Linked DNA regions of Rattus norvegicus: region 1 is linked to region 2. A link is a contact called in public Hi-C data. All regions are on one chromosome and are shown on one strand. Each heading gives the region's core, a stretch centred on a gene start, on an enhancer-like site or on the middle of the called end of the contact. The rest is flanking DNA. Distances are from core to core; before and after follow the strand shown. Region 1 holds the start of Ssbp3 (single stranded DNA binding protein 3). Region 2 overlaps LOC120102945 (a long non-coding RNA gene).

Region 1 (4,898 bases), core at 1,081-3,580, 67 kb before region 2:
GCCAGCCCTGAGCAAGCTGCAGGCCTCCTGCCAGGCCACCTCTGGCTGGTTAAGGTTCTCGGTAAAGTAAGGCTTTGTGGTTGCAGGGATGCTGGGGGGTGGGGAGACAGAGGAAAGGAAGGTCCAGTCAGTCTGAATCAGTGTCTCTACAGGAAGTGCGGCCCTTCTTGCTTTATTCAGGGTCCCTGGAAAAGGCCCAATGGGTGTCTCTTAAGGTTTGGCGTTTTGTGGAAGAAAACGTAAGGGACAGGCCAGTTGCAGAGCGGACCTGGTGTCCCCTCCACCCGCCCTGCCCCCACTCCTCTAATTAAAGCAGCATGCAGGATTGACAAAAACCCTTCCAGCTCTTTCTGAGCCCCCTGCCTGGTGCCCCAGAGTGAGAAGGAAAAGCATAGAGAGATTCAGTTCAGTTCCCCACAGGCAGAGAAACCAGCAACAACTTCGGGCAGCAGCCTCTTCTGCCCATTCTTCCTTGCCAAGCCTCGTCGGGTCACCCAGAGGTGCCTGCTCCAAGGAAAGCAGAGGCAAAGGTAGAAGGCCTGCTCCAGACCGTCTTTGTTCACTTGGACCCCGGCCTCAGAACAAAACACACAGAAAACTATCACGCAAACTTACCACCACCACGAGTGCAGAAACCCAGGCGGTTCACCCAGTGTGATGTTTTTTTCCCATCGAATCTAGAAAAGAAGGAACGAAGGCAGCTTAGAGGGGCAGAAAGGAGGGGGCTGCAGGGCCTTCCCCAGCCAAAAGGCTGTGAAGACCAACTAACAATAAATGCCAAAAGGTGATAAAAATTCAAAATGGTGGCCACAGTGGCTGCTCCTGAAAACAAAGGCTCTAAGAATAGTGGGGAGGAGGGGGTGTCAAGAAACTGGATGCTGAGGAGTCCCACTCACCTCTGATAAGAAGGTCTGTGCAGATTTCTGTGCTCCTACGTGCAGTAAATATTCGTAGACATATAAAGCTAACCTGGAAAGAGCAGAGGCAGAGAGAGAGAGGGAAGGGTCAGATCACACTAAGGCTTGCTCTGGACCTTGCCAGTAACTGTGAGCCCGGTCTGTGCCATCCCATTGTGGCCATGACAAGACGTAAGTACCTATTACCCCAGACAGGATCCGAGTCAGAACTGCTAGTGGGTGGGTACCAGAGACAAGCTGCCACCAAGCCGCGGGAGCTGGAGAAAGGTCCCCAAACTTGAACTTCCAAGTGGCACTGGGACTAAACCCACCTAGGTCTCACAAACTCGAAAGCCGCTACAAGAGCCCTGAGCCACCCTCCTTTTCCCAGATCACTTCAGCTCGCTGCTTTAGCCTAGGTTCGGGGTCCGGACGGACTCGGTCCCAGTTCGGGTACTTGGCGCGCTCTGGAGAGGGCAGCAAAGCGCCGCCCTCAGCATCTCCCCCTCAAACAACTGTCCCCCAAGCCTGGGGCCAGGCCGGCGCCGCCAGCCCAGCCCAGCCAGGGCGCCCCGGAGCGCACCGGGCTGACGATGAGGCCGCTGGCTGGGTAGGAAGAGCGCTCCCGGGCGAACAAAGCCCCCGGCACGCACTCCTCACGCCGCGGGCGGACAAAAGGAGCCTTCGGGGCTGCAGAAAGCCACGCGCCCCCTGCCCGCACTCGGTGGGCAAAGTAAGGCCCCCGCGACCCGCGGGCCGAGCGCACCGGCTCACAGTGGGACCTCGCCCACCCTTGTCGCGGGCCCCCGCGCCCGCTCAGCCAGCGCGCCTACCAACTACCCTCGCCCACCGCTGCCCTGCTGCCCCTTCAGGGTGCCCCAGCCTCCGCCGGCGCCCAACAATGGGCTCTCCACGCCGCCGTCGCCGCCGTCGCGGGGCAGAGACCCGGGCCCCAGGGGCACAAGGCAGCGCGACCCCCGCGCCCACCTGCCTCCCGCCGCCCGCGGCGCGGCCCCACTCGCGAGAGGCTTACTTTTCCCGAGCCTGCCCGTCCGAGGGCACCGCCGAGCCTTTGCCTTTGGCAAACATGGCTTGCAGAGAAGAGGGCGCCGAGCCCGCCGCCGCCGCCGCTACCGTCCGGTCTCCCGAGCTGCCCTGCTCCCGGCCCCCTCCCGGCGCTCGCCCGCTCGCTCGCACTCCGCTCGCCGCGCTCCCTCCCTCCCCGGCGCTGGCTCCGCGCTCTTTCCAGCTGTCAAAGCGTCAGCCCCGGCCGCGGCCCCATCGCCCTGGAACTCCTCCCGCGCCGGCTCGGCCTGAGCTGCGCCGCCGCCCGCCCGAAGCCTGCAGCTCGCTTGCTCGCGGCCCGCGCGCCCGCCACCCGGCTCCGCCTGCGCCGCCCTCTGCGCCTTCAGCACCGCTGCCTCTGCCGCCGCCGCCGCTGGTCTACTTGGAGCTCAACCGAACGTGGCTGCCCCGGCAGGAGCGCGGCGGGCGTCCACGCCCCGCGACGGACGGCCGCGGCGGCCAATCGGCGCGCGGGGGCGGGCCCGGAGGCCGGGAGGGACGCCTGTCAGCGCGGCCGCGCCAGTCCCGCTGCGCCTCCTCCGCGAGCCGCTGCCCGCTCGTGCCCCGGCCGGGGGAGCGGGGGGCGAGCCCTGGCGCTGGGGTGGGGCGGCGACGCGAAGGGCTGGGGCCTGAACTGGAGCACCCGGCCGGCGCGGCGGGGACTGGGCGCTGCGACAGCAGGCGCGGAGAGAGGCGCGGATCCCGGCTGGCCCGGCGCGCCCCTTTCCGCGTCGTCCTGGCCCCCAGCGCCCCCGCCTCCCCGCGCTGATCTTCCCTCTGCGGGCCAGGACCCCAGCCGGCCCTGCTCCCTGCCCCACCCCGGGCTGCCTGCGCCCAGCCCTGCCTTCGGAGCCCCGGCCAGGGCTGCACGCGGAGCTGGGCAGCCGTAGCTGGCGCCAAAGCGCGCGGCTGCTTCTTTACTAGATCGTTAAAATACTTTGGGAAACCCCAAAGTGGAGCCGCGCGAAAATGGCCCTTGGCGTGCCCCAGGCAATCTGTAGGAAGGGAAAGGAGTCTTGGAGTAGAAGGAAAGAGAGTGATTTCTCTCAAATTTCTGAGGTTTGCTAACCCTGGCAAGTTTAGCCCCTCGCCTTTCCACGGGAAAGGGTTCCGCTTGGATGAGGGACGTCACCTGGACGCCTCGCGACTCGGAGTGCGCGCCGCAGAAATCTCAAACTTCAAATAAATGGAGCTAAATTGGAGAGTAGGGGGACCAGAGTCGGGCGTGGGGGGAGGGGAAGCTTCCATTGTCAATGACCCAGGTGTACAATGGGAAATGGGGGGTTGGCAGAGTGACCAAGCTTTTTGCTCACGACTCCTTTCTGTCCACTCGACGACCCCAAAAACCTGCAGTGTTCTCTCCCTGGAGATTCCAAATCAAAAACTGGTGAGATAAGAAATGGCTCCCCCATTTTCATACTGTTTTTAGAGCGCGGTTCTCTTTAAATGTGATAAAACATAGTCGGTACTGTCTCTTTAAAAGAGTCAAGCAGAAAAAGCTGTGTAAGCGCTGATTGGCTGCCTGTTTGGATACATCTTTAGGGGAGCCTTGAAACTGTTAGCCTAGGTTGATTTTTTTTTTTTTAACTGCGCTGTTCCAATAAACAAGTAACGCCCCTCCCCCTAACATGCCTCGCACCAAACAATTAAAGAATAGGTCAGTGTCCTGGGGAAAACACGTTTTAAGTAGGAAAACTCAGAACTAGATTTCAACAAAATAAACAATAATTCCCTACCATTAAAGTTTGCTTATTTTGCTCTGCAGAAGAGAGAAAAGGTTTTTCTTTTTTTAAAGAAATTCCCCCCAGCAAACGGATCTGCACTGGTTCAGGAAGGAGACTCCGGGTGCGTTTTTGGAAAAATGTTCTACTCTTGTAACAGCCTCCCTGAATTAGAATATAGCCAAGCACTGTGGACCCCTCTGGACTCTGCTCTCTGCTAGGAACCAGAGCTCAAACAGAAGAAGGGCAGAAAAAGGGAAACACTGAGACCTAGTTTGGGGATGCCTGTGCCAGCCCCTAGTTTAAAGGTTGTCTTGTCAAGGAGGGGAGAAGCGTGGAGGTTGGGAGTTGAAGTACAATGGTAGGAGAGAAAAGGAAATAATTACAGTTATTTTTCCCCTAGGCAGTTTAATTTAATAGGGCCAACTTAAGGTACCTTTAGAGCCCGCGCTAATTAAATCGGTCTGCTCATACCCTTCCTATGGACTTCCTTCCATTTTTTGATGGGCTAGGAATGGCCAGGGATGGCTTGTCAACACACTGACTCGTCGGTATCTGGAGGTCCGGCAGATTAGAGGACCAGTTGGGTCTTGGGGGAGGGAAGGCACTGCCCTTCGGGGGGCCCACTACCGAAGCATTCTCCGGGTTGGCCATGCCTAGCAGCCCATGGGCTGAGAGACCTCGGGGCTACTTGCTCTTCCACTTCCTCGCCTGTCAGCTGGCAAAGGTTTTGGGGGGAGGGGTCTTTTAAATCTCTTGGTAGTCGGATGGTCCACCAGGTCAGTGTTCCTCTTGCTTTTTCTCCCTTGCAAACGGACTGGCCCCTCCTTCCTAAACATGTGTGAGAGAGAGGGGGGCTGTTTGTTCAGAATCCCTGTGGTCTGCCCTTTGTGGAAGCTTGACAAAGTGAGGCTCCGAGTGGGCTGGTGGGTCCTTGATGGAGGTAAAGAAAACAGCGGGAGAACCTAGGCAGAGAGACCAGAGGGAGGTGTCTTAGCGCTTGGTGATGGAGAGACTAAAGAGTTCCCTAGAACAGACCTTTCTCCTGCCCCACCTAGCACGCTGCAGCTGGCAATTATCCAGAATCTTAGTCAGATCATAAGCAGGCCCAAGCACCCAGAGGTGGCCTTTTTGCCCCTAACATCTTTTCCCACAAGGTTCCCCTACCTCCCTTAGAGCACATTTTTGGGCTGACACCTCTACCTGGAATGCCTCT
Region 2 (4,871 bases), core at 1,051-3,550:
CTGGAGATGCTCTAGAACGCACACAGAAAGTGGTCCTGGTTCTTTTTAATTAGGAGGAAACAAAGAGAGTAAGTCAGACGGCCACCCCCACTCACGCACGGATGGGAGGCTAAGTGCTCCCCAAATTACACAGCAGATGCCAGGGCTTCAGCAACAAGACCCAGCTTGATAGCTTTGTGGTAACCACAGCCGGTGCAATTTTGTTTTTTAATGTTTGAACTCGGCAGTGATATGTAGGCATATCGCAGGCAGGAGAAACAGCACCCACAACTTCACACACACACACACACACACACACACACACACACACACACACACGCACGCACGCACGCACGCAGTGTGTGTGTACGTGTATTTGTCTATGAGAGTAAGTGACAGCAGTCCAGTTTAATTGACCCTTTTGTCAGGAAGCATGGTCTGAGCAAGGCTGCCTGAGAAGACTTGTGGCTTGTGAAGCAGGCAGGAGTGCCAGCCCTGCGTCACTGCAGTGTGTAAGAAGCAAATCCATGGCATCCTTCTTGAGAAGGAAGCCGTACTTTGCCAAAGTACTTTGGACTTTCTGTAGTCATTTTTCGAGGCCCTAGATCTATTTTTAACATGTGGGACTCCGGGTGGACCCATATTGCAACCCCATCCTGCCCCATGTCATCCTCATTGGGTTAATGATTGCATGGGTAAGTTTATGTGTCTGCAGCTTGTTTGTTTGTTTGTTTATTATTATTTCCAGAGCTAGGGCTCCAAGATGGCTCAACAGGAAAAGATGTCTACCACGGAGACTGACAGCTCAACCCGAGACTCAGGCAGCAGGAGGAGAAAGCCATCTCTTGAAAGTTGTCCTTTGACATAACACACACACACACACACACACACACACACACACACACACACACGATGTAATTTTAAAATTTCAGGGTTTTAGGGGGTCAGTGGTAGAGTGTTTGCCTATCATGAGACCCTCCCCTCTGGCTCTCCAGCATTGGAAGAAAAAAAGCTCAGTTTAAGGTGGTGTCTAGGGTACCAAGCTCCCTTTTGTATCCTATCTCTTTTTTTTTTTTTCAATTAAAACTTGGAACTCAGCCAAGCAGTAGTGCCTTTAATCCCAGCACTCAGGAGGCAGAGGCAGGAGGATTTCTGTGAGTTCAAGACCAGCATAGTCTACAGAGCAAGTTCCAGGTTAGCCAGGGCTACACAGAGAAAACCTCTCTTGAACTCCATCCCCCTCCAAAAGAAAAAAAACAAAACAAAACAAAAAACCACCACACACACACACACACACACAAAGAAAGACTCAGAACATGTGGAGTGGAAGCTTGCCTCTGCACCCCCTCCCACCCCAGGCCTTAACCACAGAGACAGAGAATGTCCCGAGGGTGGGGCACCTCCCCTGTGTTCATGTCTCCTAGGCACTCTGATTCTGCTCCATTCTCTTAACTTCTATCTGCACTCAGCCTTTAAACATTCAGTTCTGCTATGTCGCTTTCCTGGCCAGACAACTTTAGGGACCCCACAACCCGCACACCCTATTCTGAGGAATAGATTTCAGTTCCTACACCTTCAATGCACGGTACCTGAGACCTAGTCTTGGCCGGCTTTTAACAGCATAATTCACTCGCCATGCATTCAGTATGCTGTTTGTTCAGACTTTATTTTGTGCCAATCTCAGGAACATAGATGCTTAAGTGTTCAGGAGCTAAGTGTGTTTTGAGAGCTCAGAGTCGGGGGCTCTGAGGAGGGGCATGAAAAGAGACAGAGACTGGGCTCCTGCCAACTCCCTTCTTGCTGGTTTCCTGTTTACAGCAATAGTTGCCCATCCCGCCAGCTGAGCACACAGATGCTCCAGAGAACTTTGGTGAATTTTCAGACCTGCAGTTCAATTACAAAAAGAAAAGCATGCAACTTGAAATCTGCCTTCAGCTGCCCTGAAAACCTTCGAGGAAGCCCCTCTAATCCCTCCATGTCACGCGCACTCCCCAACTTCTGCCTTCCTCTCCCAGCTTTGAGGACATATGGCCCCTTGAAGTTTTTGTTTGCTTGCAGGGGAAAACACACCCAGCCACGGTGTGGAGTGTTTCTGTTTCTTCTATTATTATTATTATTATTATTATTATTATTATTATTATTATGCATTAGGAGACATAGCAATCTGCGTGCAGATACGGTGCGTGCATAATTAATAAAAATCTCATTATTTATTTATAAAAAAAGACGCACGGGGAACTGGAGAATTAGGGCTATCCCCATTATCCATGGAGAGTAGGGGAGAGACAGTTTTTGCACTTTGGATGCTCCCAGAGAAGCAAATCTCTATGCATGCAATGAATAAAAAAGCATGTGCTCCTGTGGGGAGTGATGCCCTGTGCCCAGGAGGCATCAGAAAGCAAAAGCCCGGTCAGGAGCTTAAAAAAGAAAAGGGACGGATGAAGATCTAATGCTCACAGAGCTGAGTATACCACATTTGCGGGGACTGGCTGGATAGAAATACTGAGAAACACGGGCTTGGTAGCTCATCCAGGTCTTCCCAAGGAAGATGACCTGGGGCAGATTCCTGACTGTGGGAGAAGCTGGCGGGAGAGATGCTGGCACAAGGCCATCTCTAGTTACCACATAAAAAAAAATCCAGATGCCAGGTGAGGGGTGTTCCTGGGTTGGCTATGACTAGGTAGACAGATGATTTTAACTTGATGGTGATGGTGGGATTCTACATGGCAGTTTTGCCCTTGGCCTCCTGATTCTCGGATGCCCGGGCAAGACCTTCAGAATTAATAACCCAACTTATTACGTAACAAACCCTGAGATCAGGGAGTCAGGGACCAGTCTTCCCAGGTTTGCAGAGTCCAGGGTAGATCTTCTCACTCTCTCTCTCTTTTCCCCCTTGAGACATGCTTTAAAATAGAAAACAGGCTTATGCAGGAACCAACCCCTAGACAGGAGTGACTGGCAGGGATCCCCCCCCTTTTCCAGTGCAAGCAACTCGTGCAGTGGAACGTTCAGTCGCCCCGGGTGGTGGGCTCCGGGAGGGGTGCGAGGAGCGCTGGGGGTGTCGGCCTGGGCAGCAGCCCCCGCAGTGTTACCCGGGCGCGTGCAGGGAAACGTCTCAGCAATTCCAGCACCCGAGCGGAGCGCGCGGAGAGGGGGAGTGCGGGAGGGGGGTGCGGGCTGCTCGGGGCACCTTGAAACCGCCGGCGGCCGCGCGCTGATTGGCCCAGCCGCCGCCTCGGCGTTCCAGCCAGGCGCCCCTCCCCCCGCGCCGTCCACCCCGGAAGGAATTTCCTCCTCTGGCGGCCGCTATTGTTGTTCATCTTCGCTGTTTGGGTCGGATCGCGTAACCATAGTATCCAAACTGTGTCCGTGCGGGGCCCCAGCCCGGGACCCCCGTGCCCCCCAGACCACCCCCCACTTTTTTCTTTTTGTAGTCTAGTTATCATGACTTCATCGGACTCCGGGGAGCAGAGGAGGGGGATGGGACGGGGGGCGGGGAGCTGGCCCATTCCTGGCCGCCCTTACTTCGAGATGGTTTCAATTAGAATTTTTAAAAAGTCTGCTTTGTGGGTTCGGGGCTTTTACATCCCCCGCCTCCCATTAAATCGTTGGCCGGAACTCGAATGGGGCTTTCCCTCCGTTTCCCCCCTAGAGCCATCGCTCCAGCCGGACTTCACGGCTCAGCCGGGCGATGAGGGCATTCGCAGCAGGAATCATCCCCTAAACGCAGCCCGGACCTCGCGGCTACGTTTGCGAGGCGCGCGATGGGGCCAAGACCCCTCGGACACTACAGCCTCAGGGCACGTCCTGCTGGGGTTGGGGCTCCCAGGCGATGCTCTGGGAGAGGAGGCTCGCGGGATGGATGCCTGTCAGTCACGCCAGGAAGGGTGGCAGTGGATAAAGGGGTGACAGGGAGACAGTTGACAGGTTCTTGGGCAGAACAAGCCTCCTACCCTCTTTTAATTTTCCCCCTCATCTCTGAGCACAGACGAGTAGGTCCGTGCGTACAGCTTGAACCCAATGTCTGCCTCAACCTCTGACGAAAAATAAAAAGGCAAAAACCAGCCTTTTCCCGCGAAGTGCCTTGTGCGGAGAGGAGTGGGAGGCAGCAGCAAGTCCGCACCGAGCGGGCTGCGCAGCGCGGGAGCCCCGGGGCTGGGCCGGCGGCGGGGGGCGGCGTGTGCCGGGGGCATCCAGTATTCCCAGAACCCTAGCGTCCTCTCAGCGCTCGCCCGGGCGGGGGAAGTGGCGGCGGCCCGCCAAGTTCGGAGCAACACTGCCCCCTAGGGGCCGCCGCGGGTCTGCAGGAGAAGTGGAGAGGGTGGGGAGGGTAAGGCTTGATCTAGCTAGTAAGTGGGACCAGGGCGGCTGCCATAGGGTGTTAGAGGCCTAACAAGTCCTGGAGCACAGAGCTGCACTGAGGTGGTCCTTGGCCAGCTGGTGACAGGCAGGAGGACGGCCTCCAAGGGACAGTTCTAAAGGCTGGAGGATGGGGTAGGAGGGTTTATGTTTCTATTTTAGAGTTTAGAACTTGGGTGGAAAGTCGGTGCCTCCCACTGCCTTTCTGGAGGATGCTGGATCGTTTAAGCTTTTCCAGTCAAGTCTCTTGGTTCTTCAGTTACTGAAACAGACCCCTAAAGAGAAGATCCTTCACTCATAGGCTTGTTTGAACCGGCTGTTCTGTTCTCACTCATGTCCCCTCATTTTACAAGTGAGAACTCAGAAATTTCACTCGTTCAATCAGCAGAGAACTGAAGTCCCAGTTTTATGGTTTGTCTCCTGAATCATGGGGACAGTAACCTAGGTTTGGAGAGCAGGCCAAGCTCTCTGTTTTCCAGTCCTGAGCTACACCAAGCCAGACCGGGTGGAAGTGGCTGCTCCTGGATGGGGAG

Evidence for each region. A called contact is a pair of places that touch in the nucleus more often than the background predicts.
Region 1: a contact with region 2 is called in a Hi-C map of liver, with 7 times the contacts expected there. The contact joins the promoter of Ssbp3 here to the enhancer-like site in region 2. A contact is called at or near these places in 11 of 12 Hi-C or Micro-C datasets (the A7r5 cell line, the Rat2 cell line, Schwann cells and 7 more) and 1 of 1 datasets of contacts at active chromatin or transcription factors (oligodendrocytes).

What each region holds. Positions count from the first base shown.
Region 1 is chr5:126,917,633-126,922,530 of GRCr8, reverse strand. It overlaps Ssbp3 (single stranded DNA binding protein 3), which reads right to left and starts at 2,330. Exons shown (of 17, transcript NM_053358.2): 1 at 1,930-2,330; 2 at 897-969; 3 at 616-677. The coding sequence starts at 1,985. It overlaps LOC120102946 (a long non-coding RNA gene), which reads right to left. Exons shown (of 2, transcript XR_005504928.2): 2 at 4,074-4,647.
Region 2 is chr5:126,850,455-126,855,325 of GRCr8, reverse strand. LOC120102945 (a long non-coding RNA gene) reads right to left here. Exons shown (of 3, transcript XR_005504927.2): 2 at 2,789-4,871; 3 at 1,627-1,863. Among named protein-coding and RNA genes, the nearest start is that of Acot11, 48 kb to the right of the region's middle. Within about 2 kb of position 2,300, at least 5 of the 93 cell types and tissues checked have an H3K27ac peak or open chromatin away from gene starts, as enhancers often do.